Regions from separate parts of the Ovis aries genome. Here all the other regions are linked to region 1. The links are chromatin contacts, called in public Hi-C maps. All regions are on one chromosome and are shown on one strand. Each heading gives the region's core, a stretch centred on a gene start, on an enhancer-like site or on the middle of the called end of the contact. The rest is flanking DNA. Distances are from core to core; before and after follow the strand shown. Region 1 has its middle 82 kb from the start of ZFP36L2. Region 2 holds the start of ZFP36L2 (ZFP36 ring finger protein like 2). Region 3 has its middle 170 kb from the start of ZFP36L2.

Region 1 (4,832 bases), core at 341-2,840:
TTGCCTGGAGAATCCCACTGACACAAGACTGCCCATAGCGTTGCAAAGAGTTAGCACGCACACACTTACTTGTCATCTTTTACTAGCCACTTCCGTCGCTTGTGTGCTAAGATGTTGGTTCCTGGTGAGACTCCCTACCATCCAAGGCGAAGGCTGAGTCATCCTTAACCATGGCCTCTGTCCACCACGTCTGATGAGCATCTCATCTAGTGGATTCTGACACTGGTATCTCGAGTCTTCCTCCCTTCTCCCCCATTCCCCACAACCCTCAGTGTTTGTAAGTTTAGATCTCTTCCTAAGATCTCATCTCTTCTTAAGAGTGGCCAGTGGAACCAATCAGACCTCCTGGGCCATCCTCCACCCAGCTGATGTGATGGCACCCTCCCCTCCTGATGGCTCCAGCCTGCCTCTCTGCCCTCCGGTCCCAGCACTTGCAGGACGTGCAGAACCCATGAGCATGCTATGCGGGAAACAACTGGGCCAGACTGCTTCCTTAGGTTTGTTCAGAGGCCGCTGAATAGATCTGTGGGCCACTCCTTCCTCAGCGCCCCACTCTGCTCTGTCCACTCTGTGTTGAGCGGCTGAGGGAACACAGCCCTATTCTGTTCCCCCAGCCACATACACAGCCCTGACCCCAGACGCAGAGGGGCCTTCAACCTCTCTCTCTCTCGACCCTGATACCACCAACAGCGTGGGGGTCCACACCACGGAAACCTGGGTGGGATCTCGTGTTTGCCCCTTTCCCACTGGGGCCCTCAGACAAGTTATTTTATCTCTGAGGAATTTTTTCCTCATCTCTCAAATGGGGTAATATCACTACCTGTCTCCCAGAATGGGTAGTTGAGTCTGTCAAGTGTTTGGCACAGAGCCTGGCACATCATGAGAGGGTAGCAAATAACTTTCATGGTTTCCACTCTTGTTATTAATCACTAGGACCTGGGAGAGAGTGCAGATAACTCAGAGTGGCTGACGCCTCTGTCCTTCCCTCCCCTCCCCAGACTCTCCAGCACATCCTTCATCCCCTCTGCACTTGTTCAGAGCCTCCTGTTCGTCTCCTCTCTGGCTGTCTGCTCTCGTTCCCTAAACAGGGGCTTAGGCAAGGCCACCTAGTCCCCTTTGGCCAGCCCTTCCTCCCAGGACCCAGTGCTGTCCCCACAGGGCTGTGATCCCAGCATCAGAATTGTCCTCAGCCTGGGGGTGGTGTGGGCTGCCACGTTCAGCTTCTTATTACAACAGCAGTGGGATTGCTCAGTAAAGCCCCCAAATCTGACCCCAACCACACAGGGAGTGAGATGCTGAACTGGCATGCTGGCAACCCAGGTCTTCTGGCTCCAAAGCCAAGACTGTCTCCATTCTGCCCTGCTACTGTCCCTTCCAGCCTTTTTTGCCTCTGTATGTCTCAGTCTCCTCATCTGCACAATGGGCATATGAAGAGGAGGGGAGAAGCATGGGGTTGGGATGGGAAGCTGGGAGGAGGTGGAGGCCATGCTGTGTACCAGGCAGGCAAGCCTGGCTGGGGTGAGGACTCTAAGAGGGTAAACAGGAGGTGAGGGAGGCCTGACCAGTCTCCACCCTTCCAGCCGCACAAGAACTGTATCTGAGTCCACAGCGCCCCCTGCTGGCAGATCACCCAGAAGCTCCCTGTGGGCAGCACCAGCCCCAAGCCTCACATTTCCCTTTGGTGACCACTGGGAAGGTGTCACCCCTCCCCTCAGGGAGCCCAGTCTGAGGGCCGACGTGTATCCAAGGCTCAGGAAGCCCAGGATGGGGAGTGGGAGCCAGTGTTTCTGTCTGAGAAGGGAGCTCCCTAGGCCAAGGGGTTCAACATTCTCTTCCGGAGAGCCCGTTGAAATCTCTGCCAGAGGGAAAGACCTGCAGACTGGCCGGAAGCCAGGTGGTCTGCCCCGTGCCCAGCAGTTACCCATGGTTACAGCGTCTCCCATTCCCCCACCCCTATCCCACAGGGACGACGGGGGAGACAGGTGAGGGCAGACGCTGAGAAACCAGGGCCCTTGCTTGCCCTCCAGCCAGGTCCCCTCATCAACACTCTCACCATCTACAAATGGTCCTTTTAGCCCTCCAGATCCCAGGCCCACCTTCCTCCTTGCCAGGACTCTTGCCTGCATTGGCAGTAGTTTCATCATCTCTGCGTTTCCTTAGCCTGATTCTGTGTTAGGAGCTAGGGACTCAGAGCAACAAGCCCCTAACAAGACCACCAGGACCTCCAAATGGCAGTATTCTCCCCATCTTCTCCCTTCCCACTAACCCCCTGGATGGTCCATGCTCTGGGCTCCAGGACCTGCTCTGCAGGGCAGTCTTAACACACCCCAGATTAAAATCCAGCAACTTGTGGTCACCCTCCTGTCCCCTCCCTGGAAAGTCACCACTCACCACCTCCAACCTTGGGCTCTTCTCACTGCCTTTGAGACTTTTCCATCAACCTGCACCCTTCCTGGACTGTTTACATAAAGACCAGATTGAGATCCTCCTCTTCCAGGAAGTCTTCCTAGAGGAAGTCAGCTGGACACAGTTTTGCCCCAGGGGACATTCAGCAATGTTAGAGACATTTTTGATTGTTAGAACCGGGAGGTGGTGCTGCTGGCAGCTACTGGGTAGAGATCAGAGACACTGCCCAGCATCCTACAGTGCACAGAACAGTCCCTACAACTAAGAAATACCCAGCCCCAAATGTCAATAGTGTCAAGTCTGAGAAACCCTGATTTGCAGAAATCCACAGATTGAAATCTTCTAGGTGGCACAATGGTAAAGAATCTGCCTGTCAGTGCAGGATAGGTAGGAGATGTGGGTTTGATCCCTGGGTTGGGAAGATCCCCTGAAGAAGGAAATGGCAACCCACTCCAGTATACTTGCCTGGAAAATCCCATGGACAGAGGAGGCTGGCAGGCTACAGTCCATGGGGTTGCAGAGAGTCAGACCCAACCGAGCACATATGCTCGGACTGAGGAATAAAATGGTGGCCAAAAAAGGGACAATAGCTCATGCAGGGGAAGGGCCAGAGCAGATGTCTCCAAATAGACACAGGCTTCCCATTTGCGTGGGCTTTATCCTCCCATGTACCTCCCACACCTCTCTGTGGGCCAGTCCTCTCTTGCGTAAGTGGAGGTGACCTGATCCAAAGGAGAAGCCAGGGCTTGCCTGGAGAGTCCCTGGGGAAGTGGAATCTGTGTGGGGAGACCTTTGGGAGCAGAGGGTGCTTTGGCCTCAGTTTAGTCATCTGTAAAATGGGGTGGGTGTTCCCATCCAGTCCAAATGGTCCTAAATGGTATCTCTCTGATGGGCCCAGTCATTTCCCCCCTGCTGATGAGCAGGAGCCCTCCCACAGGGCTGAGGGTGGAGTACCCGCCACCAGCCCCTTAAACAGATGTGAGGGTTTATTGTTGTTCCAATTGCCCTCCCAGGAAACAGCTGTTAAAAACGAGGCTTCTTTGATAGACTTCATCAAAGCTGCTTCCATGTCCCCTGGAGACTGAGTAGGGGGTGGGGGTGGGGCAGAAAGAGTCTCCATCTGAGAACAGCTAATGGCCAAGCCCCAGCACAGAGGAGGAGGCTGTGAAGGGTGCCTTCTTTGGTTGGGGTTAAGAATGTCCCTGAGGCAGGTAACCCTGACACGGCCCTTTTGAGGGGCTCTTCAGGGCACTTCTCTGCTCCCTCCCTGGGTGGGCTTGGGGGACCAGCGCTCTTGGCAGCTGAGAGCTCTTTCTCTGTGGTTCCCATTCCCCAGAGCAGGGGGTGAACAAGGAAGGTAGAGGGAAGCCTGCCCTGTCAGTTGCCTTCACCCCGGAAGGTCCCTGGAGCTCTGGCCAGGGAAGGAACCCTGATGATGTCTCCCCCCAGAGCTCCCAGGCCTGCCTCACTCAGGGACCAAGCCTGTCCAGGAAAAGGACTGGTCTCTGAGGGGAACCAACAGGAGGAAGAACTAGCCTAAAACCTCTCTGGCCCCTCCAGCACTTTCCATGATGAAAATGTTGCCCAAGAGTTCCTGCTGCAGGGTGGGGTGTGGGCATGTCCACCTGCATAGACGTGTGTGTGTGTGTGCACACACTGTCTGGAGACTGAACTGGAACAGTCACAAGTCTCCCGTTTCGGCCTTGGGGTTAAGGGTGGATTTTGGAGTTGGCCCCAGGCCAGAGGCTGGAATCTCTACCAAGACATTCATTTAGTTCCTCAATTTTCTCACCTGTTAATGGGCCTAATACTGTTCCTGGGGTTCTCAAGGCAAGAATACTGAAGTGGTTTGCCATTCCCTTCTCCACTGGACCACGTTTTGTCAGAACTCTGCACCATGAAGAGATACTCCATGTTCAATGTAAGGAGCAACAGCTGCGCTTTGCTGGCAGCTGTGAAGAGATACTCCACGTCCAATGTAAGAGAAACCCCAGCAAGACAGTAGGGGCTGAGAGAGGGCATCAGAGGGCAGACAGACTTAAACCACAGTCACAGAAAACTAGCCAATCTGATCAGGTGGACCACAGCCTTGTCTAACTCAGTGAAACTGGGCCATGCCATGTGGGGCCACCCAAGACGGACAGATCATGGTGGAGAGGTCTGACAGAATGTGGTCCACTGGAGAAGGGAATGGCAAGCCACTTAAGTATTCTTGCCTGGAGAACCCCATAAACAGTATGAAAGGGCAAAAAGATAGGACGCTGAAAGATGAACTCCCAGGGTCGGTAGGTGCCCAATCTGCTCCTGGAGATCAGTGGAGAGACAACACCAGAAAGAATGAAGGGACGGAGCCAAAGCAAAAACAACACCCAGTTGTGGATGTGACTGGTGATAGAAGCAAGGTCCAGTGCTGTAAAGAGCAATAT
Region 2 (4,652 bases), core at 17-2,516, 82 kb before region 1:
ACAGGACCCCAGATCTAACAGAGGCTTAAGCCTCACTGGGTGCTGGGGCGAGGTGGTGTCTGCCTCACACCCAGAGGGCACTGGCTGGCAAAATCTTATACCAATGCAGGCTTCTGGGGTGTGGGACTGGCAACAGAAGGTAAGGAGAGCCCACTAGGTGAATCCTCGGTGCCCAGCCTTGCCTGGCTGCGGGTAGTCCTCAGCGGGAGCCCGCAACCCAGGACGAGCTAAGGAAGGGCGCGGCGCCCTGAACGGCCAGGGAGGGTCTAGGAGGAGCGCGCCAGGCCAAGGCTGCGGCGGACGGGAGCCTCGGCGGGCAGCTGTACCTCGACCCCCAGGAGGACTGTGGAAAGCCGGACAGACCAGCAGACGGACAAGGCGGCGGGAAGTGGCCTCCATGCCTGCGCGGCTCTCCCGGCCTTTCCTCCCGTCCTCCCAGGCGGCTCTCCCGCCCGGGACGCCCCGCGCCACTCTGCGACTTTGGCCCTGGCTCAAGGTCTTGTGATGTGATTAGCAAAGCCAGCGCCTTGTCCTCAGACACTCAGCCCTGCCCGGCAGGCCTCGGCATTCAAGCCCTGTTTACTGCAGTCTGGGCGGGAAGAGGGGCGGAGAAACGGGCCCAGGCTCCTCCGGGAGAGACTGCCCAGGCGGCCGCCCGCGTGGCCGCTCCCGCCCCCACCCCCACCGCATCTCCACGTGCAGTCGGGACGCAGCCACCACCCATTAAACTCGGGCCCAGAGTCCCCGCCCCCCCGGCCAGAGGACCCTTTCCAAAGCAGCCGGGCCGCGCGGACGGTTGCAATATTCTTGCACTTTGCAATTCCCGCGCCCAATATTAAACAGAGTAGGAGATAAAAGCTCCGCAATTTCGTCTAGCAGGATCGGGCGGGGAAAGACACGTTCAGGGCTGCAGAAACCCAACCACGTTAGACCTGCTGGGGATTTCCGACAGAACAGCCCCAGAAGAAGGGAGCCGTATCTTCCCGCCAGCAACCAACAGCACCCATCTCCGCCGAGATCTCCACGCCGCCCCGGGAGCCCAAGGCGGCCAGCCCCGCCCCGAGGCCTCTTCGTCCCCTCCCCCAGAGGAAAAAAATTGGCGGCGGCCAATGGGAGGCCAGGAAGGCTCTTGACGTCCGCCAGCGGGCGGGCGGCGTTGCCTAGAGACCCCTACGGGGTCAGCATTCTGTCCCCTCCCCTGGCACGCCCGCCCCGGAGCGGCCGCGCTCCGGGGGCTCTATATAGAGCGCGCGCTCGCAGGCCGCTGAGTTCCACCAGTCCGCGAGCTGCCGTCGGCTCCGCGCGGGGGGGGCGGGCCGGGCACCCCGGGGCGCGGAGGAGCGCTCTAGCTTAACTCTTCTTTCCCCCCAACTCCGCACTCCCGGACACCCTCAAACCAGTCCACGCTGCTGCCCCCGCTCCCTCTTTTCTCGCCCCCCAGCAAACTTTCGGTCTCTCCCTCGCCCCTCGCCCGTTACTCGTCGTGGCTCGGGCCCGGCCGCGCCGCCCCGAGGGCTCCTCCGGATCTCCCAGTCTCCAGCTCCGACCATTAGAGGATCCAGAAACATGTCGACCACACTTCTGTCCGCCTTCTACGATATCGACTTCTTGTGCAAGGTACGCGGGTGAGCAGGGAGCCCTTCAAGTTCTCAGGCTTGGCCTTCTGTCCTCGGCTTTGGGGGTTCTCTTCCCGCTCTGACTTTTTTAGATTCGGGAAAAACCCCAGAGTTTGCACTGTTGCTCGAGCCTTGTGGGCGGGGAGAAGGAGCAGCTGGGAGGAAAGGCAGAAGGGAGTCGCTGTAGCTGTTAAGTTTCACCGCAGCCACGCTGCCCGGGGCTTCCCGGACGGGGTTTGCGCCGCCCAGGCCTGCGGCCCACGGCTGAGGATCACATGTCGCGACGCAGCGCGGCCTAGGGTGGGAGAGTCCGGCTCCTCCCAGTACGAACTTGATTCTTGTGCGCGTTTAAGTGTGGAAGTTGGGCCGAATCGAGATCCGAAAAAAGGAAAAAGAATCGGAGGGCTGGTAGTGGCTACTCCGCAACTCGCCCCAACTCTTCCCTCCTCCCTTTTCATCTCTTCCCCGCTCCCCTCCTCTTGGCAGACGGAGAAATCCCTGGCCAACCTCAATCTGAACAACATGCTGGACAAGAAGGCGGTGGGGACACCCGTGGCCACCGCCCCCAGCTCGGGCTTCACGCCGGGCTTCCTCCGACGGCACTCGGCCAGCAACCTGCACGCGCTCGCCCACCCCGCGCCTAGCCCCGGCAGCTGCTCGCCCAAGTTCCCGGGCGCGGCTAACGGTAGCGCGGCGGCCGGCGGCTCGGCCTCCTACGGCACCCTCAAGGAGCCGTCGGGGGGCGGCGGCACCGCCCTGCTGAACAAGGAGAACAAATTCCGGGACCGCTCGTTCAGCGAGAACGGAGAGCGCAGCCAGCACCTCCTGCACCTGCAGCAACAGCAGAAGGGGGGCGGCGGCTCCCAGATCAATTCGACCCGCTACAAAACTGAGCTGTGCCGGCCCTTCGAGGAGAGTGGCACCTGCAAGTACGGCGAGAAGTGCCAGTTCGCGCACGGCTTCCACGAGCTGCGCAGCCTGACGCGGCACCCCAAGTACAAGACCGAGCTGTGCCGCACCTTCCACACCATCGGCTTCTGCCCCTACGGGCCGCGCTGCCACTTCATCCACAACGCTGATGAGCGGCGACCCGCGCCGTCCGGGGGCGCCTCCGGGGACTTGCGCACCTTCAGCGCCCGCGACGCGCTGCACCTAGGCTTCCCGCGGGAACCGCGGCCCAAGCTGCACCATAGCCTCAGCTTCTCGGGCTTCCCGTCGGGCCACCACCAGCCCCCTGGGGGCCTCGAGTCGCCCCTGCTTCTCGACAGCCCCACGTCGCGCACACCGCCGCCACCCTCCTGCTCTTCGGCCTCGTCTTGCTCGTCGTCCGCTTCGTCCTGCTCGTCGGCCTCGGCAGCCTCCACGCCCTCCGGCGCCCCGACGTGCTGCGCTTCTGCTGCGGCCGCGGCGGCGGCCGCGCTGCTGTACGGCACCGGGGGCGCCGAGGACTTGCTTGCACCCGGCGCGCCCTGCGCCACCTGCTCGTCGGCCTCGTGCGCTAACAACGCCTTCGCCTTCGGCCCGGAGCTGAGCAGCCTCATCACACCGCTCGCCATCCAGACCCACAACTTTGCCGCTGTGGCTGCTGCCGCCTACTATCGCAGCCAACAGCAGCAGCAGCAGCAACAGGGCCTGGTGCCCCCCGCGCAGCCCCCGGCGCCGCCCAGCGCGCCCCTCCCTGCCAGCGCCGCCGCGCCGCCCTCGCCGCCCTTCAGCTTCCAGTTGCCACGCCGCCTGTCCGAGTCGCCGGTGTTCGACGCGCCCCCTAGCCCCCCAGACTCGCTGTCGGACCGCGACAGCTACTTGAGCGGCTCCCTGAGCTCGGGCAGCCTCAGCGGCTCTGAGTCCCCCGGCCTTGACCCGGGTCGCCGCCTACCCATCTTCAGCCGCCTCTCCATCTCCGACGACTGAGGCAAGAGGGCGCCAGTGAGGAGAAGGAAGGGAAGGCGGTTCTGGGGGTGTTGGAGGGCGCCCCTGCTTAGGGGCAGAGGGGCACGGGAGTGTGGGGAGTGACATCGGCCACAAGCAGACTGCAGGCTGTGCCGAGCACTTGGACTCGAACTTGAGTGCCGGGAGGGGCCCCCACCCCTCCCCTTTCGGTTCCCTCTTTGTTTTTTGTTTTTTTATTATTATTATTATTTTTATTATTATTACGAAGTTTCATTCTTGTTGAGCGGGAAAAAAGCCAACGAACTTTTTGTATTGATGAACAAAAGACTCACAACAGAGCAGTTGTGATGCGGATAGAACAAAAAACCAAACAACAAACTTTTTTAGGTCTCCGATGCGTTTGGGATTTTAGGAAAAATCAACCCAGCACCAGCAGCTATCAACCACCATTCCATATCTTCACTTGAAAAGCATTAGTTACAGTCCAGATGTCGGGACTCTTGTCTTGAGAGAGGTTCCTAATTGTTTGTCCCAGACCAGTGTAAACAAACCAGCCAACCACCGCCTTGCTAAACCTATAAGCTTTTAGAATCCAATATTCTGCCAAGAATATGCCTTGATAGTACACCTCAGCTCCATAGGTGTTTGTTTTTTAACAAAGTTATATATGTCTGGAAAAAAGAAAAACCTTGCATTCCAAAGTTTCATACTGGTTACTGGTTTCATTGCCACCACTTAGTGGATGTTTAATTTAGAACCATTTTGTCTGCTCTTTCTGGAAGCCTTGGGCAGAGCTTAGTTTGTAATTGATGGGGAATAACTGCTGAATTTTTAGCTGTTTTGAGTTGATTCGCACCACTGCACCACAACTCAATATGAAAAAAAAAAACTATTTAACTTATTTATTATCTTGTGAAAAGTATACATTGAAAATTTTGTTCATACTGTATTTATCAAGTATGATGGAAAGCAATAGATATATATTCTTTTATTATGTTAAGTTATGATTGCCATTATTAATCGGCAAAATGTGGAGTGTATGTTCTTTTCACAGTAATATATGCCTTTTGTAACTTCACATGGTTATTTTATTGTAAATGAGTAAAAAAAATCTTAATTTAAGAGATTGTATGTAATATTTATTTC
Region 3 (4,584 bases), core at 1,758-4,257, 88 kb after region 1:
AATAGGATACATGCTGGGATGATACTTTTGAAAATATGCAGGGGGCGGGGAGGGATTGGGTGATTGGGATTGGCTCATACACACTATTGATACTATGTCTAAACTAGATAGGGTTTCCCAGGTGGTGCTAGTGGTAAAGAATCTGCCTGCCAGTGCAGAAGACTCGGGTTTGATCCCTGGGTCGGAAAGATCCCCTGGAGGAAGAAATGGCGCCCCATTCCAATATTCTTGCCGGGAGAATCCTATGGACAGAGGAGGCTGGCGGGCTACAGTCCGTGAGGTCAGAAAGAGTCAGACATGACTGAGCATCTGAGCAGACAGAGAAGATGAAATAGATAACTAATGAGAACATATTGTATAGCACAGGGAACTCTACTTAATGCACTGCGGTGACCTGAACGGAAAGGAAACCCAAAAAAGAGGGGATATATGTATATGTACGATTCATTTTGCTGTGCACTAGAAACCAGCATAGTGTAAGCAATGTAAAGCAACTGTGCGAGGCTGCGTGCTGAGTCACTTCAGTCGTGTCCAACTCTGTGGACACGACCCAGGGGCTGAACCCATATCTCTTACATCTCCTGCATTGGCAGGCGGGTTCTTTACCACTAGTGCCACTGTACTCCAGTAAAAATTAATTTTTAAAAAAAGATCACAAAAAATAATAAAATACTTGAGACTTCCCTGGCCATCCAATGGCTTTGATTCCTAGTCAGGGAGCTAAGATCCCACATGCCACGGAGATGTGGCCAAAAGAAAAAGAAAAGAAAATATTAATCTTTTCCCCCAAAGTTTTCTTGCACTCGATAGCTTTGCCCACTTCCTGTAGCTAGATTGCTTTAAGGTGCATAGAGAGAATGTGTGTTCACATGGCTCTTGGGATGATTGAAGGAGACCTAGAGAGGCTGCTGGGGGCTGGAGTTCTCAGCCACGGGATACTTGGTGGGAAGCGGGATCTTGACCATTCCAGCACTTGTTGGCTCAGAGAATAGACTAGGATTCGTGGGTTTGGAGCTTCAAAAGCCAGAATGTAGAACTTCTAAAATAAAAGGCATAATCACTGAAATTTCAGTGACTTTCTTGGTGGTCCAGTGGCTAAGACTCCAAGCTCCCAATGCAGGGGCCCTGGGTTCAATCTGTAGTCAGGGGACTAGATCCTACATGTTCCAGTTAAGAGTTCACATGTTACAACTATATATCCTGTAGGCTGCAATGAAGACACAGCACAGTCAAATAAATAAGTAAAAATAAATATTTTTTTTAAAAAAAGAAATTTCAAACTCAGTGGGAGAAACAGAGCTGGAGAAGGAAATCTCAGAATTCATCCCAAAATGCAGCACAAAGAAGTAAATAAGTAGAAAACAGGGAAGAACCAAAGGTGTGGGGAATAGAATGAGATGGTCCGATCTGTGTCTCACAGAATTTCACAAAGACAGATTGGAAAGAATGAAAGGCAATCTTCAGAGAGACAATGGCTGAGAAACCGCCAGGACTGAAGACAGGCGTGAGTCTTCACACGGCAGAATCACACCAGGTTCTGGGCCATCATACTATAACTCCAGATCTCAAGGACAAGGCTTTCGGAGGCCCTTGTTCCTGAAATCCCTCTCTTCTGACCTCCTCAACTCTAACCACTGGACCCTGGCTTCTGCCTTGAACCTTAAACTGCTTCCATTCACCATTCTTTGGTGAGCAAATTTCTCCTCCTCCGGGAAACTGGCAGCTTCCTGAGGGTAGGGGTCCTTCTCTTAACCTCTGGTGCTGAGGAAAGAGGGCAAGAAACCTGGTCAGAGGTCTGATCAGAGTCCTGGGCAGGTAACTCAACTCCTCCTGTCCCACTTTCTCTACTTCAGAAGTGGAATTAGAAATACTTGGTCAGAGAACTGTGAGGTTACACACTAGATGATTTCCTCAGACACTCTGCTCCTGTTCTGTTTAATCTATCGCTTTTTAAATTTCACTATTTTTTATTTCCAGATTGCCTCCCTCCTCGCCCAGACCAACTCTGCCTACTTCTTTCTCTTTCTTCATATAGTCATGTAGAATCATAAAACAATTGCTTTCAAACTTAGTTTTAGCTGCAGAACCCTTCTGCCCAATAAAATTGTATTATTGGAAAACTGATTCAAGCAGAATATAGAACCTGCTGGTGAACTGGGTTGGGATGGAGAACCGGCATCCAGCTGGCTCATTTCCCCCTTTGCCTTAGATCACCCCTGGGACACCTTGGCTGGAACAAAGTTAGAAAACCACCCCCCTGAAAAGCTTTATTAGAGCTTTCCCCAGAATGTGTTTCTGGGAACTCTGCTTTATGGTGTTTTGTGAAAGAAAAAAAAAAAAGGGTTCCATGGTCAAATAAGCTGAAGAAACAGTGAATTAACTGAAGTTAATTTGGCCTTTTCAAGATTTTTTTGAGACTTTATTTTTTTTTAATTAAAAAATATTTATTTATTTATTTGGCTGCATTGCATCTTAGTTATGGCTCCAGTTGAGGTGTATGGCCTCAAGTAGCCCTGCAGCATGTGGGATCTTAGTTCCTTGGCCGGGGATCAAACCTGTGTCCCTCACACTGGAAGACAGATTCTTAACCACTGGACCACCAGGGAAGTCCCTTTTTGAGACTTCAACATTCACATTGTGCACTAGGAGTGTTTAAGAGGGTAGTGATGTGCCAGGGTCTGTAAATTTTACCAAGGATTATGCTTGTAGGCGGAACACACCAGAGAAAGGCTATGCTGGAGAATAACAACCATAACAATAGGAATTTTTCCTATGTCTTCCCAATAAGATCTAGTACAGGGTTAGACCCTGAAACGGGAGGAGAGGCTATAACCACTCTGGGTTGAATTTAAGCTTTGGTCTCCCCCATTCCCAGAATCTGAAAAGGCCTGTGGGAAGCCCAGTGATTTCTAGGCTTTCTTTTTCCGGCCTCAGCTCTGCTGCCACAAACATGGCCCAGTGGGCGTGGACCTGGCCAGGTACAAGTCCATTGGTCAGTTCTTCTGACACCTCTGGCTGGGGCCCAGACTCTGTCTCAGGGCTGACTGGCCTTTGGCCCAGGCAAGAGGCCCCATTGCTCCAGCCTGGCTCGTGAGACCTCTGGGAACCCTGGTTCCCACTTGCCCGTCCCTTTCCCGGCAGCCCAAGAGGCTCTCTAGTCTTCTCTTTCCTCTTCTTACTGGAGGGAAGAATTTCTGGAAATGCGGCTGAGTCAGTGACAATATAGCAGGATGCCCCCCCTCCTGCCCTGACCATGCCAACCTCGCCAGCAGAGCTAGTGCCTCTCTGGGCTGGGGCCCACTGAGGTAACCTTCTCTGGCCTGTCAGCCTCTGCAGAGGCAGGGGACAGCCAGCTGAGCCCAGCCCCTCCCTGGCTGCCCTTCCCAACCTCAGGCTCCAAGGCCAAAAAAGAGGGGCAGAGAGGTGCCCTGGAGCCTCTCCCAGGAGGCCACACCCCGTGGTGGTGGGTTTGTCAGATCCCCTCCTGCCCACTGTCTTTCTGTCTTTCTTTCTTACCTTGAATAGACAGTGAGGGGTGTGGCTGCCCCTGTCCCAGTAGCTGCCACGTAATAGTGAACAAGGCTGGGGGCTCCAGAGTGGGGTGCGGTGGTCTAAAAGGCAACTCAAGGATGTTAATACAATGTTTTAGGGCTTTGACAGACATGTGCTCTGTGGAGCATTTAGTCCAGGCCTGGTAAGGACCGTCTTCCAGGGCTGGGGCGTGGGGTGGGGTGGGGGACACAGTTCATAAGCAGCTTCCCCAGCTTCAAGGCTGAGGATACACAGACTGAGCAAGGCCCAGCCCTTGCTTTCAAGGAATTTCCTCTCTGGGTCACTCTGCCTCTCCCTGTCTTTCCTTCTTTTTTTTTTCTGGTTCCTCTGGCTGGCTCCATCCCACCTTTCTCTCTGTTTCCGACTCCACATCTTCCTGACTCCCTGCCATGCCCAGTAAACCTGTTATGTTATTCACAGGAAAGGTGAATGAACACTAGAAACTCAGCAGACCCCTCTCCACAGCTCCCTGGTTTGGTATCCCATCCAGGGCCTGGGGGTCTCAGGAAATCTTCACATTGACACACCCCTTGGGTCCGCTAGGTTACTTTGTTTATCTTCTCATCGACTCTGTTACTATGGCTATAGCCACATCATCCAGCCATCCTTCCTGAGGGGAAGTTGGGCAGAAATTTTTGTATTAAAAAAAAAAAAAGTTGTTTTTGTCCAAGGGGAAGCAGCCAGGAAAAAAAAAAAAAAAAGAGGGGTTTTATCTGCAGGCTGGACCTGGCTTTTCGTCACAAGCTAATGGGGTTTCTGAAGAAGGGATTTAATGAGGTACTTGAGACCAGAGGAGGGAGCAAGGTCCTAGGGTGTCTGTCCCTCCCTTAGACTGGTGGCTCAAAGATGCTGGGTTCCTTGAGGGCAGGAGCCCTGCCTCTGCCATCTGACTGGAGTGTGACGATACCGAGGCCCTGCCCCACACCACCCTCCTCCAGGTTTGAGTGGGCCCAGGATGTTGCCAAGACCAGTGTTTCTTGGGTTCGCTCCTCAGTTAACATTCATCTCTTCCCAGACTCATCTCTTCCCAGA

The links. A called contact is a pair of places that touch in the nucleus more often than the background predicts.
Region 2: a Hi-C map of liver shows a contact between it and region 1, with 4 times the contacts expected there. The contact joins the promoter of ZFP36L2 here to the enhancer-like site in region 1. A contact is called at or near these places in 13 of 16 Hi-C or Micro-C datasets (blood, liver, mesenteric adipose tissue and 6 more).
Region 3: a Hi-C map of liver shows a contact between it and region 1, with 3 times the contacts expected there. The contact joins two enhancer-like sites. A contact is called at or near these places in 3 of 16 Hi-C or Micro-C datasets (liver, mixed tissues and tail adipose tissue).

What each region holds. Positions count from the first base shown.
Region 1 is chr3:81,065,166-81,069,997 of ARS-UI_Ramb_v3.0, forward strand. No RefSeq gene overlaps it. Among named protein-coding and RNA genes, the nearest start is that of ZFP36L2, 82 kb to the left of the region's middle. Within about 2 kb of position 1,591, at least 10 of the 54 cell types and tissues checked have an H3K27ac peak or open chromatin away from gene starts, as enhancers often do. A contact at or near this core is called in liver and muscle, where this site is marked.
Region 2 is chr3:80,983,939-80,988,590 of ARS-UI_Ramb_v3.0, forward strand. ZFP36L2 (ZFP36 ring finger protein like 2) reads left to right here and starts at 1,267. Exons shown (of 2, transcript XM_027966890.2): 1 at 1,267-1,617; 2 at 2,103-4,652. The coding sequence starts at 1,567. The coding sequence ends at 3,527. LOC114113940 (a long non-coding RNA gene) reads right to left here and starts at 1,432. Exons shown (of 3, transcript XR_006059214.2): 1 at 1-1,432.
Region 3 is chr3:81,151,399-81,155,982 of ARS-UI_Ramb_v3.0, forward strand. No RefSeq gene overlaps it. Among named protein-coding and RNA genes, the nearest start is that of ZFP36L2, 170 kb to the left of the region's middle. Within about 2 kb of position 3,008, at least 4 of the 54 cell types and tissues checked have an H3K27ac peak or open chromatin away from gene starts, as enhancers often do. A contact at or near this core is called in liver, where this site is marked.